2 separate regions of the Pan troglodytes genome follow, and region 2 is linked to region 1. The links are chromatin contacts, called in public HiChIP or PLAC-seq maps. All regions are on one chromosome and are shown on one strand. Each heading gives the region's core, a stretch centred on a gene start, on an enhancer-like site or on the middle of the called end of the contact. The rest is flanking DNA. Distances are from core to core; before and after follow the strand shown.

The links. HiChIP or PLAC-seq counts read pairs in DNA pulled down with a chosen protein or histone mark.
Region 2: an H3K4me3 HiChIP or PLAC-seq map of stem cell-derived excitatory neurons shows a contact between it and region 1, with 2.2 times the contacts expected there. The contact joins the promoter of CEP68 here to the promoter of SPRED2 in region 1. A contact is called at or near these places in 1 of 7 Hi-C or Micro-C datasets (stem cell-derived neural progenitor cells) and 1 of 1 datasets of contacts at active chromatin or transcription factors (stem cell-derived excitatory neurons).

The regions. Positions count from the first base shown.
Region 1 is chr12:57,280,632-57,286,032 of NHGRI_mPanTro3-v2.0_pri, forward strand. SPRED2 (sprouty related EVH1 domain containing 2) reads left to right here and starts at 3,390. Exons shown (of 7, transcript XM_063789766.1): 1 at 3,390-3,422. LOC104004996 (a long non-coding RNA gene) reads right to left here and starts at 2,243. Exons shown (of 7, transcript XR_010149417.1): 1 at 2,130-2,243.
Region 2 is chr12:57,667,067-57,672,467 of NHGRI_mPanTro3-v2.0_pri, forward strand. It overlaps CEP68 (centrosomal protein 68), which reads right to left and starts at 2,132. Exons shown (of 7, transcript XM_016948637.4): 1 at 2,005-2,132. It overlaps LOC129143137 (proline-rich proteoglycan 2-like), which reads left to right and starts at 1,477. Exons shown (of 3, transcript XM_054677922.1): 1 at 1,477-2,618. The coding sequence starts at 1,677. The coding sequence ends at 2,417.

The DNA of each region.
Region 1 (5,401 bases), core at 2,140-4,639:
GATTAAAAAACAACAACAACAACAACAACAAAACAGGCAAAACAAAACTTGTCTGGGGCCTTATCTGGCCTAGGAGCTGTCAGTTTGTGAATTTGGTTTGATGCCCTAATCCCAGAACAATGGATGCCCACTTGCCCCACATTTGCATAACTTTGGGAGCCACTGCAGTGATCTGGGACTAGACAAAGATCAGCTGTGAATCGACTACAAAAGGTTCCATGATTTCAAAATAAAGGGTAACCTTCTTCAGCAAGGCCTGTGTGACCTCCCAGACCTGGCTTCTACCCTTCTCCACCCTTTCCCGCACCTCCTTCCCCCTCCTCCCAAAGTTATTTCGCACCTAGGGCCTTTGTGGTAACCCGGCTCTTTATCCCCGAGATCCCTCCCCTTCCAGTTATCTAAGGGCACTCCCAGCATCTTTCAAGGATCCTTTCCCTGACCCCTGCTTTCTCTTCTGCTTACTCCATTTTTCAGAGCTGTTACCTCGCGGCCTCATGTGTTTTTTACATGCCTGTTGCCCCAGCTGACCGAATCCCTGGAGGGAAGGAGCCTGGATTTCTTCACTCCTGTATCCCCACTGCCTCATAGAGCCCTGGTGCTTTCAAGGCAGACTGGAGCAATGGGTATCCAATGAAAAAAATCATGACCTTGACCATTGCCCTTCACATGTCAGAAATGCATTTGTGAAGAACTGGCCATTTTTATGTTAAGAAATTAAGTTGAAATCTGGTATTCATGAGAAGACGAAAACTTGCTTCATCCTTTAATTTTTAAAATGACTACCTATTGTTGAAAAACTGTTGGAAAAAAAATACGTTTTAAAACTTACTCAGCTTTGGACCTCGCTGAGGCTTCCAAGGGGTTCTGGAACTAGAGAATGGCTACAGTGACCAGCATTCGCTTTTCTCGAGACCCTCAAGGGTTCTCAGGGCTCATCTTAAAGTGGGGGATGAGAGGGGAGAGGGGATGTGTGCTGCCTCCCTGGGAGGGCAGAAACCAGCTCCTCTGAATGAAACAGCACTTTCCACAGAGACAGCGGCCTAGGGTGTGAGGGCGAGCAAGCCGCAGTCGAAAGCCCCTTTGCATAATCCATTCTTAAATTGACTGAGGCTTGTACAGTTGTAAACTGAAACTCCAGAGGCAAACCCTGAGCGGTTACATTTTCTCGAAAAGAATGTTTCCCAGCCTGTCAATTATTTCCTGCTCTCCGTCCCTCCCCAACGCGCGCACACACCCAACTTTTAGTAGCCAGCTGCCTTGACATTGAGTCTCTCTCCTACCTGAAGTGGAGCACCTCAGGAAGCAGCGAGGCTGCCGTTTCATTCATAATACATGAACTCAGGGGAGGAGGGAGGCGGGGGCAGGGGCCTTTCATCTCTGCTATTTAAAATCCCGGCATTGCAGCTGAAAGGGAAAACGACCTGGGAGTGAACGGCACCGGGGATGAAGCATTGCACGATAACGGCACAACCGAGCGCGTCAGCGGCCCGCCCGCCGGCTATTTATACCGCGCGGATTATGCAATCGGGCTCCAGCCATTCATGCCCCTACTGGGCCGCCGCACGCCCGGGGCGGGGGGGCCTCATTCCCGGGCGCCGGGTCAGTTTCTAAGTTTGCATCATCCCCTGCATTACGAGAGAGTTTGGGTTTCCATTCCTGCCAGCGGGGCTTGGGGGAGACAGCTGGGCTACAAACTCACTTGGCACACACGACTGCTTACTTAAACATCATAATAAAGGCACCAGATCGCCCGAGGCGCGGCCCGGCCGCGCGCAGGGTTGAGCTCGGGGAGACCGGAAGGAACTGATAACCGAGCGCTAATGACACCCCCTCCCTCCGCGTCGGAAGTGTCCTCGGAGCGCCGGTCATTGAGAAATACCGAAGGGGCAGAGTGGGGGTGAAGCGAGGACAGGCCCGGGCGCAGCTGCGCGCGCCTCGCGGGGCGGGGAGCGGGGGCGCCGCGGCAGCGGGGGGCTTCTGCAGGCTGGGCCGCGGCGGGGCGGTGCGAACCTTTGGGCCCCGTGGAGTCCTCCCTAAATCACCCCCTCCCCGCCCCTGGGAAGGGGGAGGGCGAGTGATTGCTCAGATCCCACCCCCGCCCCTGGGGAAATCTACACTGCCGGCCCTACCGGACGAGAGGGGGGAGAAGGACACGAACGAGAGAGCGGATTGCAGAGGAGGCTAAAATGTCCGCTTCTCCTGGCGCCCGAGCCAGGCGGGAGGGGTGGGGGCCGCGGACGGCTTCCCAGTGAAACAGGACCTGCGGGGCTACTGAGCATGCCCGTCCCCGGCCGCGGAGGGTCGCTCCGGCTCCGCGCTCCGGGCTTTCCGGGCAGCCCGCGGGAAGGGCCGGGGTGGGGGTGCTCCCTCGCCCAGGACTCGGAACTGAGAAGCCTGTAGGTGGGGGACCTGCTGGGGGCCCCGCTGGGTTTGCGTGAAGTTGTGAGCAGATCGATATTACTTTTGAAGCTTTACGATCCTACTCTGACTGAGCACTATTGATTTGATCGTGTTCAGAGATTCCCGCAGCCCCCTGTTCTGCCGGTTGTGGGGAGAGACAGGGATGTGGGTCCTTAGCTCTTTCAGCAGTGACATCAATTAAAGCCCTAAATCTGTGATATCCCCTATTCCAGCAACAATCCAATGGACTTTGATAACACCTTGATGTTCAGATCAACAGACATATCTGAGTTATTCGCCCAATGTCCTCATTTATTCTATGGAGCTGCAGGAGTCAGACTTGCCTCAACCACAGTAATTGATGGGGAGGACCAAGAAGTGACCTGCTAGTAATGTTTCCATCAAAAGGCCCCTTTTGGGTGTTGAACAAGACAGAAGAGAACTGGCAGGCTTCATTTAAAGGAACATGAAGGACAGAGTGGAGGGGGGCATTTGGTAAACCAGCTGGCCAGAGAGAGGAAAGGGCTATCAGGAATCTGTATAGCCCATTTAAGATTCCCAGCAACCCTATGTTGTGGGTACTATTCCGACCCAACAGACACTGAACCCAAGGCTCAGTGGACCTAAGGGCCTGCCTGAGATAGCCCAGCTGGAGTATGGTACCAGGTGATCCCAGTGGGGACTTGGGGACTTCTGGACCTCAGAATATTTATCATTGTTCCCCTGGCAACCTGGTCCATAGGCTGGGCCAGTCGTTCACTGCTATTAAGCAGAGAGCTGGCTGAGTGAGTGGTGATGACACCAATTTAACCTGCTCATAGAGCTGGCCTACCTGCAGAAATTAATCACCTCACCTGCCACCTTGCCATTTGTGTACCTTGAAACTGGAGGGTGGAGCCCAAGAGATGCCCACAGGGTGGATAATTTTGACATGGGTAAGTGCCTGTGTTCTGGGAAGTTCAGGAATAACAGGGTGGGATCTCTTTCAGCACTCCAAGGTAGAAGAGCAACCATGGCCAAAGGTGAGACTTGGGTAGATTCCTTAGCCATCTGGGGATTTGGAAGACAATGAGATCTTGCCTTTGCTTAGTACTTTCTCAGGAACTCTCAATGGCCTCAAAAACTGATAAAGACAAGCTTGGCCTTGTTATTCCTGTTTTATAAAGAAACTCACTCGGGGTCTCAGGACTGCTAGGAGAAAACCAGAACCAAGCTGTTCCATCCCCTGGTTCATGCCCTCCCCACCACCACACATCACCAGCGTGAACCCCACTCCATGTCTACAGAGATCATGGCTGTGATAAGCACAAAGCCTGGAGTAAACCACCAGTTTATCCCTGACTCAAGGTGAAACTTTTTGGAGCATTTGTGGCTCTTATATGCATGTAAATTTTAGGAATACTAAATTTGAGGCATTTATTTATTTATTTAGAGACAAAGTTTTGCTCTTGTTGCCCAGGCTGGAGTGCAATGGTGCAATCTCGGCACACTGCAGCCTCCTCCTCCTGGGTTCAAACAATTCTCCTGCCTCGGCCTTCTGAGTAGCTGGGATTATGGGCGCCCACTACCACACCCAACTAATTTTTATATTTTTAGTAGAGACAGGGTTTTGCCATGTTGGCCAGGCTGGTCTCAAACGCCTGACCTCAGGTGATCTGCCCACCTCAGCCTCCCAAAGTGCTGGGATTACAGGCATGAGCCACTGCGCCCAGCCTGAGGCAAATATTTAATCTCTTAACCTGTTCAGTGGTTGCTATTTAGTTAACATCGTATCTGGATTGTCCCATGGACATTCAAGAGGATGGAAAAGTCTACTGTGTTTGGAGAGCAGCAAGGGATAGGGACTATGTCTCTTGTTTCTTTTTCTTTCTTTCTTTCTTCTTCTTCTTTTTTTTTTTTTTTTTTTTTTTTTTTTTGAGATGGAGTTTTGCTCTTGTTGCCCAGGCTGGGGTGCAGTGGCACAATCTTGGCTCACCGCCACCTTCACCTCCTGGGTTCAAGCGATTCACCTGCCTCAGCTCCCGAGTAGCTGAGATTACAGGCACGCGCCACCACGCCCGGCTAATTCTGTATTTTTAGTACAGACGATGTTTCACCATGTTGGTCAGGCTGGTCTCGAACTCCCGACCTCAGGTGATCTGCCCGCCTCGGCCTTCCAAAGTGCTGGGATTACAGGCGTGTGCCACCGCGCCCGGCCGGGGCTGCTTCTTAACGCGAGAAATTCCATAATTTCTACGGAAATGCAAACGTTTCTGGGCTGTGCTGGGTTGACCTTTTTCTTTGCATGAGTAATGATTCTTAAAAACATCCGTTCCTTGGCCGGGCGCGGTGGCCCATGCCTATAATCCCAGCACTTTGGGATGCCGAGGCAGGCGGATCACGAGGTCAAGAAATCGAGACCATCCTGGCCAACATGGTGAAACCCCCTCCCTACTAAAAATACAAAAATTAGCTGGGCGTGGTGGCGCGCGCCTGTAGTCCCAGCTACTCGGGAGGCTGAGGCAGGAGAATCACTTGAACCCAGGAGGTGGAGGTTGCAGTGAGCCTAGATCGCGCCACTGCACTCCAGCCTGAGGACAGAGCGAGACTCCATCTCAAAACAAAACAAAACAAAAATCCATTCCTCTATTGAGACAAAAAAGAAAAAAAATCACAAGATTCACGTGAAACGGAAAAGCCTCTGCCTTTCAGAACCTTGGCAAAGTCGAACCCCCTCCCCTCTCTGGTTGGGTTGGGCTGGAGAAGCCAGCCCCTGGCACCTGCGCCGCCCCTACCTTCCCACCCCGCGGTGGGTGTAGTTGTGCCTCTGAGCCTGAGCACCTCTTCAGCTGTTTTACTCCCTCCCCTCCCTTGAGTTTCCCATCTCCGCCCCCGCCCAACCCCCCGATTTTTAATCTCGGTGTTTGGAAGGAGGGAGGGGGCAAAAACGGGAGCCAGATGTGTACGAGTCCTCCGCTCCCGCCTCCTCCCTCCTCTCGGGCTTCCTAAAACCCGGAGCCCT
Region 2 (5,401 bases), core at 882-3,381, 390 kb after region 1:
AAAAAAAAAAAAAAAAAAGGAAAAAAATCAGCCATCGGATAAGGTGTCAGGCACCGTGGCTCATGCCTGTAATCGCTTGAGCCCAGGAGTTCAAGACCAGCCTGGGCAATATAGAGAGACATCATCTCTACAACAAAATAGAAAATTAGCTGGGCCTGGTGATGTGCACCTGTGATCCCAGCTACTTGGGAGGCTGAGGTGAGAGGGACTGGACCCCAGGAGGTTGAGGCCACAGTGAGTTGAGATCATGCCACTGTACTCCAGCCTGGGTGATGGAGTGAGACCCTGTCTCAAAAAAAGGGATCGGATAAGGACCAAAAAACAGAGAGATCCTGAAGGGTCAAGTACTATACAAATATTTCATATTGGTGAGTGTATTCAAGTATCCATTTATTTTTCTCCTAACGACTGCTAACAGCTAACAGCTACTGATCATTTTCTTTGTGCCAGGAACTATATTAGGCACTATACATCAATATCTTATTTAATCCTAGTAACTCACCACACAGGTACTACTATTATTCCCATTTTTAAGGATGAGGAAACCAAGGCACAGAGAAGTTAAATAACTTAATGACACGCCTGTAATCCCAGCACTCTGGGAGGCAGAGGCAGGAGGATTGCTTGAGCCCAGGAGTTCAAGACCAGCCTGGACAACATGGCAAGACCCCCATCACCATTAAAAAAAAAATAAATCAGAGTTAGTAACATGGCAGAGCTAAAGCCTGTTTGACTTAGAGAGCCTGAGCTTAGCTGCCTTCCTAACCTGTAAGAATAACTCGCTCAAGAAGTTAAATAAATGTTTCTGTTGTGTCACCTTTAGACTACCACGCTGATTTTGTTTCCTTTTGGCTTCCTTCCATCACTGAGTGCCTTTTATGTTCCAAGCATTGTGCTAGGGGCTGGGGAAACCACAATACAGTGTGATGAGTAAAAACAGAGGCTGCAGAAGGTAGCCCAAAAAAGGGAGGAGTTATCAGTCGCAGGGTGGGGAAGTGCTTTAAAAAGCTTTGCGCAAAAGAGGTTAAACTGAATTCCTTGGGTTTTTTGTTGTTGTTGTTTTCTAAGTGGGCCAGAATTGACTCAACAGAGGGTGGGAAAGGGGAATGGAGGGAACAAAGTAAAAAGTGGTGACTTCTAGATCTTTCAACTAAACCCAAGGCAAACTGACCCAACAACCTTTGTTACACACTTTAACACAACACTCTTCATACCCTAGATCTGAGAACTGTTACCAGATTATTTACAAACGCTACCTCCCTTCGTGGTCCTGATGAATTCCCAGTGAGGTCCAATCTGCCCTGGCAGGTTTCCGCTCATTTTTGTTACAAACAATACACTAAACCCAACCTACTAATCATCAAGGGCCTGGAACAGGTTTTGGACATTCGTCCCCAGGCTGCTGAGAACTGTTCTAGTGATGACAGTTAGAAAGGGTAGCCCTCCGAGGCAAAAAAAATGAGACATCTTGATTTTTTCTCTCCGCATCTGGGCGCTGCTGCATCCACGGCGATAAGAAGACATCACTGGTCTCCATCTTTCCAGGGGAAAAGGCCCGAGCTGCATTAGCCCCGACTGGGGAGCTGGGTAAACAGCCCACGCCCGGCAGAGGCCTGAGGGAAAGTGACCTCCCCCGGGGCCCAGGCCGACCAGCGGCGCAGCTGCTCGGCCGCCAGATGCGCGGACTCGCGCGCTCCCTCGCCGCGCCCGGGCATTCCCAAGCCCAGCCGCCCGCCTCGGCCCCGACCCCTCGGCCGCCACAGCACACGCCGTTCCGCTCGCAAGATGGAGGCGAAGGCACGAGGCGCCCCCGCCCCCCAGGGAGCCTTTGTGCCCTTGCCGGCGGGGACGCGAGGCCAGACGGCCCGCACCGCAAGGGCTCCGCAGGCACCGAAGAGACGCGGGGGAGGGGGCCGGGCCGCGCGCGCGGATCTAGCCCGGGCCACCGCCCCCAGCGCCGCGGGCACCCCCGACACCAGCACCCGCACGCGGGACACTGCCTACCTACCGCACCGCGAACGCTTCGCACGTCCGGAGCGGTCTCAGCAGCCCCATGCGCTGGCCCCGAGCTTGCGAACCCTGACTGCAACTGCGGCCCTCCAACCGCAGCCCAAAACGCGCAGGGCAGGACCGAGCGCCAACCACGCCCTTCGGCCGCGCTGACCACGCCCTTCTTCCCGCCCCTTCTCCCTCCGCGGGAGGGCTTTCGGCAATTTCGCGCAGCGAATCGCAGCCCTAAGTCCGCGGCTCCACCAATACGTGGACGCTTCTGCAAGATGAGCCCGCCCCCTACTTCGTCCTGGCCTATGGGAAGCCGGGACTTCTTCAGCGGCTGTCCTCCCTCGCTTTTGGAGCTCCGACCTCAGCTTCGCCTGCGAGCTGGGTTGTGTAAAGGCGGGTCATTTTGGGGCGCTTAGGGATGGGTGCCGGGGGGCGCGCTTTCCCGCGTGAAGATCGCTCCAGGAGTCATGCGTACATTCGTTCATTTTGCTCTGGACGCACTGATGTTCCCGGCTCGCCGCCGCGCCGCAGTCACGAGGCTCTCCGAACGCCTTTCACTGTGTTTCTGTTTACATTCGCGTCTGCAAGACCTGGCGGCGCGACCGAGGCCCGAACAGGTGCAGCGAGGCGGGGCGGGGAGCCAGTGCTGAGGGGAGCTCCCCAGGCCGGGTGGTTGAAGACAGCTTCTGGGGGGAGGTGGAGCTCTGGCTCGTGGAGAATGGGAAGGGTGTGGAAAATGAACTGGTAGCTGCTTAGCGACTCTGAGCAGCCTGCTCTGATGGGAAATCGGTGATGGAGTCGGAGGGAAGTCGGAGGCAGCTTGTGGGAGGCCAGGGTGCTCACTCTCTCCCCTGCCAGCATGGGACCTAGTAACTTTCATACATCTCTATCTATCTATCTATTTTGCAAAGATGGGGTCTTGCTGTGTTGCCCAGGCTGGGCTTGAACTCCTGGACTCAGACGATCCTCCCGCCTCGGCCTCCCAAAGTGCTGGAATTACAGGTGTGAGCCACTGCATCCCATCCCCTAGGAGCTTAATGACACTGCCCTTTAGCTTTTACTGCTTATTAGAATCCGGAGGCATAGAGGAACTACCACCAGGGTGGCGTGGGGAAGGGGCCCTCCCTTCTGATGATTTTCTCTCAGCAGCACTTTCAGCAATCTGGCTTCAACTGAATATCTCCCCAGTTCATGAAACAGGCGTCTGTAAATGTCAACCCCAGCTGGGTGCAGGGTACAAATTTTTTCCTACAGAGCTCTTGAGTCCCAGGTAGTTTAGGAGACAAGGACTTGTTTGGTTTTCCCAGACCTGTCAGGACAGCTCAGAGGTTTTGTCTAACCCAGGGGCCACAAACTTTTGACAACAGCAGCAGCTAGCCCACAGATGGTTTTATTTGGGCATCGCATAGCTTTTCTTTGTTTGTTTGCTTTTGTTTTTTAATAAGAATTTGAATCCCACCAACACCACTGGTCCATTAAGTAACAGCCAGCCTTCACACATTTGCTGCCTACCTGAAGGCATTTGTGTTTGTGACCCTTGATCTTTTCTATACACAGAAGACCTCCAGTGGAGTCACCTAATCCCACAGCCAAGTCACCCCTGCTGGACAGAGAACTGTACAAAGTCCAAACAGGCGTACATATCCTGTATGGTTTCCTCATCTATAAAGAGAGGGGATAGGATGAAGGAGTCTCAAGGTTCCTTTTGGTTCTGATGTTCTGTAATTTTGTGTTGTGAGCAGCTTTTGTTTTTGCCTGACGGGAAAACTTTCCTTTGGGGAATTGTCTGCAGTCCGCTGGGTCAGATGGTTCTTTAGCACCACACTTCTGTGGTCTCCCAAGGCAGGATGGGTGTGGAGAAGGGGAGGTGTGGAACCCAGGCCTGGCCAGCTATAGTCTCCCTCCTCTTGTTTTCAGATTTCCCCAGGGATGTGCACATGACCAAACCTGAGATGATCTGAGCCCTTGTCGGGGATTTTAGAGAATGAGGCTGGGAGAAAGAGGCTCTTTCTTTTGGTGTTTCTGAGCGTGGGAAAAGTAGGCCTAGAGCTGTCTGTAGTTATACTCCTTGCACCAGCAATGCTGGAGAACCAGGCCTGGAAATGTTAGGAACCAGCTAAGCCATCCTGCTTTGGTACTCTGATTAGGGTGCGTACCAGCTCCTTTGGTGGTGACATGAATTATTTTTCAACTCTTCTCACTTAAGATTCAAGTTTTGGGAAGGACCATTTACTTGGCCTAGTCTAGGTTATGTGCCTGTGTTCTAATTGCCAATAGGCAAAGAGAGTTCTGATTTCTACGGTGGCTTCTAGTCTGGGAGGCCTAGCCTCATACCAAGACTCAGTGTGTGGGGGCCTCCCCTCAAATAAGAAGAATGAGACGCTGGGTTGCCAAAAGTTGCTTCACTATAGTCCGTCTCTTAGGCTGCCCAACATTCACAGAAGTGCTTTCAAAGGTAAATGAAAATGCTGCCATCCAACAAAATGCGAGCATCTCTCCTATAACAAAATTTACTTATCCCTTCCCCAAAGCAGGGCATCTCAAAATCTCCTCATTTACTGTATTTGGCCCAAGTCCAACTTCTGTAGGTGATGTTCCATTCTTCCTTTCAGTTTCATCATCATCCCATCCCATCGTTGTAATGTGTAGACTAAACTGTAAAGTTAAGCATCACTGATAGACTTTAGATACAATTGTGAAAAGAAAGGAAATGAAAGAAAAGGACAATAGCTAAAAACTCCATTTATATATAATACAGCAAGAAGGGAAATACTGTTAGAGGTTACGATCTTCATTTTTGTAACTGGTAATGAAGCTTTATTGTCATTTACAATTTTCCTTCTCCGCTAACCATTCCAGGTCCCTCTTTCCTTCACGCAACCCCTCAGCTGGCCAGGATTCTTTGCCTGGTTGGGTTAAGCAAGCTTTTGTTCTTGAGGAGGTTGCCTGTAGGTAGGTTGTCTGTAGTTTGTCTGTAGGTGGTACAGTACATTGCCATCAACTTGTGCCCTGGCATGAGAGTGATGAGGTGCCTCAGGAGATCTCCTGTGTTCTATTACTGCTCCTCTTGCCTCCGTGGTGTAACAGCAACCCCACTTCCTCCTGAGAGTCAAAATCAGTCACCAAACAACATGTGACCTGTGGCATGAGGAGACCACATCAATTTCAGTTCTCAGTTAATAGGAACCATTGTTGTAGGTTCTGGTTAAAGCATTGTACTAAAATATCTAAACCAGCTAGTTTGAGGAAAAGCAAAGTATAAATTTTGAGAAGAATCATTAGGTATGATTTGAGAAATATCACACCCATTGTTACCAGCAATGATATTCTGCTGTGGAAGAAACTATTGGTCATTGGTTCAGAGTTTTGTCTCCCAGTGGGCACTTGAACTAATTTTTTT